2 separate regions of the Sus scrofa genome follow, and region 1 is linked to region 2. A link is a contact called in public HiChIP or PLAC-seq data. All regions are on one chromosome and are shown on one strand. The core of a region is the stretch at or near the end of the contact, and the rest is flanking DNA. Distances in the headings are between cores, read along the strand shown.

What was found. HiChIP or PLAC-seq counts read pairs in DNA pulled down with a chosen protein or histone mark.
Region 1: an H3K27ac HiChIP or PLAC-seq map of skeletal muscle shows a contact between it and region 2, with 3 times the contacts expected there. The contact joins the enhancer-like site here to the promoter of IGFBP5 in region 2. A contact is called at or near these places in 1 of 5 promoter capture datasets (fetal skeletal muscle), 7 of 47 Hi-C or Micro-C datasets (embryonic fibroblasts, epiblast stem cells, liver and 3 more) and 1 of 2 datasets of contacts at active chromatin or transcription factors (skeletal muscle).

What each region holds. Positions count from the first base shown.
Region 1 is chr15:119,132,946-119,136,302 of Sscrofa11.1, reverse strand. No RefSeq gene overlaps it. Among named protein-coding and RNA genes, the nearest start is that of TNP1, 97 kb to the right of the region's middle. Within about 2 kb of position 1,767, at least 4 of the 83 cell types and tissues checked have an H3K27ac peak or open chromatin away from gene starts, as enhancers often do. A contact at or near this core is called in fetal skeletal muscle and skeletal muscle, where this site is marked.
Region 2 is chr15:118,876,324-118,879,718 of Sscrofa11.1, reverse strand. IGFBP5 (insulin-like growth factor binding protein 5) reads left to right here and starts at 1,932. Exons shown (of 4, transcript NM_214099.1): 1 at 1,932-2,265. The coding sequence starts at 1,932.

The DNA.
Region 1 (3,357 bases), core at 518-3,017, 260 kb before region 2:
TCTTACCAAATGAAAAAAAAAAGGAGCAAAATTATACTCAGAGTTGACTGGAACATGCACATATTTTTTCATTATTTCAAAACATTCTACAATTCAGATAGACGCTGTAGTTGTCAAAATACACCTCCTTTAATAGGAAAGTGGATCTAGGAGGGCAAACAGCAGGTATCTGGCAAGTCCCTAAATGTTTTCCTCTAGGAGTGATTTTTAATCTATCTTTAACTGTGAATTCTTGGCTCGAATTAAATCTTACATGGAAGCCTAGCATATAAAACAGAAAAGTACACATCAGGGATAGGAGACCTATATCCCAAAATCCCACCCCAGAGGACTCCATTGCGAATTGCTTAAAAACCATGATCCTACAGTGTACATTTAAATGTCTATACAGTTCAGTAATCCATGTATCATAATTCATTAAAACAAGTGTTGGACACAATTTCAAGTTTCAAGTTCTTTCTTATTATAAAAACTGTTGTGATAAATATCCTCACAGCTACATCTTGGCATAAAGCATTAATTATGTTCTTAGAAAGATTACTAGACATAGAATTACTGACTGGAAGGTTTGGAACATCATTGTTTCTTGTGTCACTACATTACCTTTACAAAATATTGTACATTTTAACATTGCAAGTTACATTTCTTGGAAGTCCCAGTATTTCCTCATTCTTGCCAACACTTGATATCTTTTTTAAATATATTTTGTCACTTTTTTAAACACAGAAAATTAACATACCATTGCTATTTCAATTTGAAAAAAAGAAACATTTTCTTTCCTTACCACTCAGGTTGATCTTTTTTCTCCATATGTTTATTGGCCATTTAAATGTCTGCATTAGTTATACATGTTTCTCTTTCTTACTGATTTGTATTAGCTCTCTCTAAAGGATATATGTAATAAATATTTCTTGAGTAAGTTTTTTGTGGAATTTTGAGGCATACAAGTCTTCAGTATACAATTTTGAGGCATACAAGTCTTTACAGAATCACATCTATCAATATTGGTCCTTGTGGATTTCTCCCCTTGATGTCATGCTTAGGAAGTTCTTCTACACTTCAAAATAAGCTGTTCTTAAACCATCTGCTCTGATTTTTTTTTCTCTTTTACTGATAACTAGACATGAGAAGCAAAAAGGAAGTAGAAAAAAAATATGTTTGACAATGAGGACCCACAAAAGAAATGGGTGAGAAACCTCACACTGCAGCTGAAAGATGTGGTGAACTTTAGACAACTTTGCTGTCAGTGAATGAGAACCAGGGAACTTGGGATCTTGAAGAATAAACTCTTCTCTTCCTACTGTCTTTGAATGGGTTTAGAGCAAGCCAGACATGAAAGGAGGGGAAAGGATAAGATGGTTCCCAAAAGGAAGAGCTCCCCTCAGCAACAAGGCTCTGACCCCAGACCTGCAAGCTTGTCTGCCTGCAGGAGGGCCTCGGGCTCACTCAGACATGGGTGAATCCCATGTGAAATGCAAGAGTCCAAGAAATATTAATATCCTGGCTGAAGGAGCTCTTGCTACTTGATGCCTGGAAAGTAACTGCTTAACCAGAAAGAAAGGAAAAAAAAAAAAAAAGTCCAGAAAAAGAGTTAGGTGGGGCAGGGGGCCCTGAAAAGGGAAGAAAAGTGTATTCCCCCCAACTCCCCACCCCCACCCCAATACACCTGGCGAAACCTCCGCCCTCAAGGGACCACTCCTTCCCTGGCCAGCTGCTGTTTTCCCACCCTCCGCAGGCCTGGCCCCAGGCCACAGACATTGGGAGCTATGCCTATCCTGGAAGGATCTCTGCAGATGCTATTTTGATAAGACTCTAATCCTTTCCCCGCCCCTTCTCCCCCTTAACCTCTCCAACTCCAGCCAAGGCCTTTGTATGTCTGTATGCCTGTGTGTTTGGGGAAGGGGGGATGGGATTGGAGGGCAGGGTAGCTTAATAACCAGCAAACACAGGCTCCAGTTTCATGGGGTGGATTAATGCAGTGAAATGGCTGCCTGGTCCCAGTTATTGGAGAGAGAGGTTTCCTCGTCTGGGCCTCAATCCTCTAGAAACATAACACGAGAAGCGGCATTGGATGGAATACTGCTGTTAAGCATCAAAAAGTTTCCTCTAGATAAAAATAGAGATTTATTTTCCTTCCCCTCCTTCTCAACCCCCCATAGAATTGCCAGGTAAAATATGGCTGAGTGAAACTTGTATCGCAGATAAAGAACAATTCATGGAAGATACTTATATTAAATAAAAATGTATATTTTATATAAATGTAAGTAAATATGTTGTAAATGTATGTAAATACATCCTTGTTGCTTACCTGAAATTTAAATTAAACTCCATACATTTATTTTCCAAATCCAGCTTCCTCCTTCCCACTTTATACATTTTACTTTTCTGGCACCTATCCTGGAGGCAGACGTGCTCTTTTGCTTCATTTCCTTTCCAAAATATTTTAACAATAGGATTATTAACAATAGCTCATATTTATTGAGCTCTTATTAGGTACTGTCCTATGTTCTTTATAGGTACTGTCTCATACCCACAACAACCCTATAAGGTAAGAGTTTTTACTTTTACCCACATTTTACTAATGAGAAAAATGAAGCTAATAATAATGTTAAGTAAACACTGCTGCTAAGCAGTGGGGTAAGGGTAGGTTTTCAGGAAGACTCCACCCTTGATCTCTGATGGTAACCTCAGCTCCCAACAGCCTGTGGTGAATCCCTCCTCCCTCTTCCTTACACTTCTGGCCCATCACATCCTGCTGGCTCCAGCCTTGGTCCTCCTTGCACCATTTCTTCTTCTGCTAACCAGGATGTGACTTAAGAAAACTCCCACATGGAGAGAAAGGACATGATCAAAGTTGGCAGCAGTGCTGGTAGAGGAAACTCTTGCTACCTACCCCTGTTCCCACCCCTGGCAACTTCCACTTACTCATTCAATCTTTCAGCTCTGAAAAGTCCAGGTGTAGGGACTCTTTGCAGGAGGAGAATCTAAAAGATAAATAAAGCAAAATCCCTTTGGCAGCTGTCTCCATTCTAGCTTTCCAGAGCAAATGCCTACACTATGGAGAGGACAGTCCCTTCTCACTCTTGACCCCATAGCTAAGGGAAAAGTTGGGACAGTTGATATATGAGGCTCCCAGTCTCTGCATCAACAGGATCACCAGGCTGAATCCAGAAATACCCACTGAAGCTAAGAGTGTGGAGAGGAGTAGGCATAGATGCAGACTGGCCAACTGTAGGGAGACTCAATATAACCCTAAGTTAACAGCCCCTAATGAGACAACTACTAAATTTCGTACTCTCACTCTTCTCACCTACAAAGTAGGAATAATTACTGTACCAAGCTCATAGGATGGTGGTG
Region 2 (3,395 bases), core at 683-3,182:
TTCCTTCTTTAAAGACTTGAGCTTTTCTTTCATTTCACTAAGGAAAGAAGGGGACTTAGTGTCCCAGGAGATTGTCTGAGGTTTCCAATGGACTAACAGTATTCCTGGTCAGGACCAGCAAGTCCTGGGGCACCACCAGCTCCTATTCCTGTGCTGTGCCTGCTAGCACCAGAGTAGCTCATAACAAAGAATCCCTCTGGTCTGTCACCCACTCCCTCCTGGGATATAGCCCTGCCCAATAGAAGGATCATCCACTCTGCCCACCTGAAAACCTCACACCAGGACACTTTAGGCCCCCAGGCAAGATTTTTCAGACCTAGCCTTTCCTCCAAAGTGCTGGTCTCTGTAACTCATTTCTGTCTACAATGCTGCTGGTATGAATGTCCTTTCCTGCAAGTACACACACAAAACACACACACACACACACACACACACACACACACACACACACAGAGGTTTCCTGGGCCAACTCTGTAACTGAAGGCAAGTAACCACTTCTTCACCATATAACCAAAGACAGTCACGTCACAGAGCAACAGAAACACTAGATTAAATCCCCTTTCCCAGATTTTTTTTTTGGGGGGGTGAGTTCAGAGATTTTTTCCTTTATTTTTATTTCTCCCCACCCCAACACACACACACACACTCACACACCCCTTATTCAGTCACTCATACACCAGCAGACAGCCATTTCCCAAAATTAGGGGAGAATTTCTTGGGCAGTGTATATATGTCCAGTTGGCTAATAAGAAAATACTCCTTCCAGCCTGGGCCTTGACTAGTTATGGGGTGGGAGGGAAGGGGGGACAAGTTAGTCCTTATTGTATCCACTGCTGGGAAGAACATTCAAACTCTCCCCCACCCCCACCCCACCCCCCTCTTGGCTGCCCCAGCCTTGTCTCTCTGGCCCCTTCTTTTCCATTTCAGGGAGGGCAGGGTGCTGTTCAGGCAGTGAAGGGGAGCCCCCGTGTGTCTAGAAGGTCTCTCCCCACCCCCACCCCGTGTGAGTTTGTACTCCTTGGCATCTTTGCCTGGGTTGGGTGTTGGGGAGCTCAAATTGCAGCTACAAACTGGCTGGCAGCCAGGGGCCGTCTATTTAAAAGCGCCTGCTCAACCCGAGCCTTTAGTCTCTTTGGAAACTTCTGCCGGGGAAAAAAGAGCTAGGAAAGAGCTGCAAAGCGGTGTGGGTTTTTTCCTTTTTTTTTTTTTTTTTTTTTTTTTTTTTTTTTCCTTTTCCTCCTTTTCATTACCCCCTCCTCGGTTTGCACCCTTCTTCGAGCTTCACGTAGAACCTGCGAATTTCGAAGAGGTGCTGGCAGAGTGGGAGGAAAGAGGTGTTAGGGGTTTGGATTTGGTCTTTTTTTTTTTTTTTTTTTTTTTAATTTCTTGATTTCAACATTTTCCCCCCACCGTCGCGGCTGCAGCCGCCGCCTCATACCTGTTCCGCGGCAGCCGTGCGCCGCTGGCGGCTGAGGGTTAGAAAGGAGAAGGGTGTAGTTTGAGATTTTAAACAAAAATTTCGAAGAAAAATCTATTTTTATCCCTCCCCCCTCCACTGCCTCCGAGCTCATTATTCTGGTTGTTGTTTGAGGGGGGGGACAATTTTTTGCTCCCTCCCAGCCCCTGCAATTCTGACCAGGCCAGGCTTGGGGGTTTGTTTCTCTGACCTCCAATTCCTCTGCGTGCACCTGGCGCTGCTCTTTTTCCCCCTACCTGTTGCAAGTCTGTAATCTTTGCAATTGGGACTTGCTTGCAGGCACTCCAGCCCTCCATCGCTCCCTGCATTTTGCAATTGTCTGGGGGAGGGCACCTGCTCTACCTGCCAGAAATTTTAAAAAGAAAAGAATTTCTCCGCGCGCCTTCCTGGCCCCTTTCTCCTTGCACTCTCGATCTCCTGCCCCGCCCCAGGTAAAGGGGGAGACTCGGAGAAGATGGTGCTCACCGCGGTCCTCCTGCTGCTGGCCGCCTGTGCCGGACCGGCCCAGGGCCTGGGCTCCTTCGTGCACTGCGAGCCCTGCGACGAGAAAGCCCTCTCCATGTGCCCCCCCAGCCCCCTTGGCTGTGAGCTGGTCAAGGAGCCTGGCTGCGGCTGCTGCATGACCTGCGCCCTGGCGGAGGGGCAGTCGTGCGGCGTCTACACTGAGCGCTGCGCCCAGGGGCTGCGCTGCCTCCCCCGGCAGGACGAGGAGAAGCCGCTGCACGCCCTGCTGCACGGCCGCGGGGTTTGCCTCAACGAAAAGAGCTACCGCGAGCAAGCCAAGATCGGTGAGCGCTCTCAGTGTGCCAGGCAGTTACACGGCGCACGGGCGGGGGACTTGGGACAGGCTGGCCCCGCGCGCTCTGCCCAGCAAGTGGCTTAGAGCCGGGGTGCAGCCCGGGAGGAGGGCGGGGAGGGTCCTTGCACCTTGGAATTCGAGCCCTGACAGATCCTGCTACCCCGGGCTGCGGTTAGCCGAGCTTCTGCAGGTTTTCGCTCCTTCTCTTCGCCCCTGCCCCCACCTCTCTCCCCTCGACTGAATACCGACTCTGAGCTCTTACTTGGTCTCTAGGTCCAAACCCCCAGGTACTCAATCTCCATTCCGAAAGTGTGCACCTTACGTTATCATCTCCTTCTACCACCCCACCCCCTATCCACTCAATACGGTTTTTTTTTGGGGGGGGGTCCTAAACTTGAAAAAAAAATTTCCTTTGTTAAAATATTGTTTTAACTGAGGACCGGGAGAGAGAGACGCTACCGGTCTTCTGTGCTAATTCCACCTTTGTCCCTCCCAACCCCCTACCCGCCCCCGCCAGTCTTTCTTTGACGTTTCTATTCTCCAACCCCGCCACACCACACAAACACACGTACACGCACACTCACATGCACACATACACGCACGCACGCATTCTAGGTAGCTAATGCCTTTTGGGTGGGGACTTCGATGCCCCTCCCACGTGCACTCTCGTCGATTTAGACTTGACTGATTGTGGTAGATTGTAAAACATGTGAATATGCAAAATACTTTTTTTTTCCCTCCCCGGTGGGGAAAGATTACTTTAGACCAGCGCGGCTGGGAGGTAAGGGGTTGGGGGAGGGGAGTAAGAGAAAGGGACTGGCAGGAAGTGTTCGGTGTTCCTGGGCTGAGTTTTTGTCCTTGAGTCTTAATTCCTTTTCCTCTGTCCCAATTCAGATTTTACCTAGGAAGAAAGATGGAAATAGGGTTGGGAGGCCAGAAGACATGTGAAATTCAGACATCACAGCTTCTCCGCCAGCGCTAATCCCCCACTCTCTTTCCTCACCACTCAGTAGCAAACCTGATCACAAGTGGGTGTGGTGTAAATGCGAGAGGGGCCCTGGAAACGCAGAATGCATAATCAAGGGGGCGGAGACGAAAAGCCCCGCACCCGCACCCGGA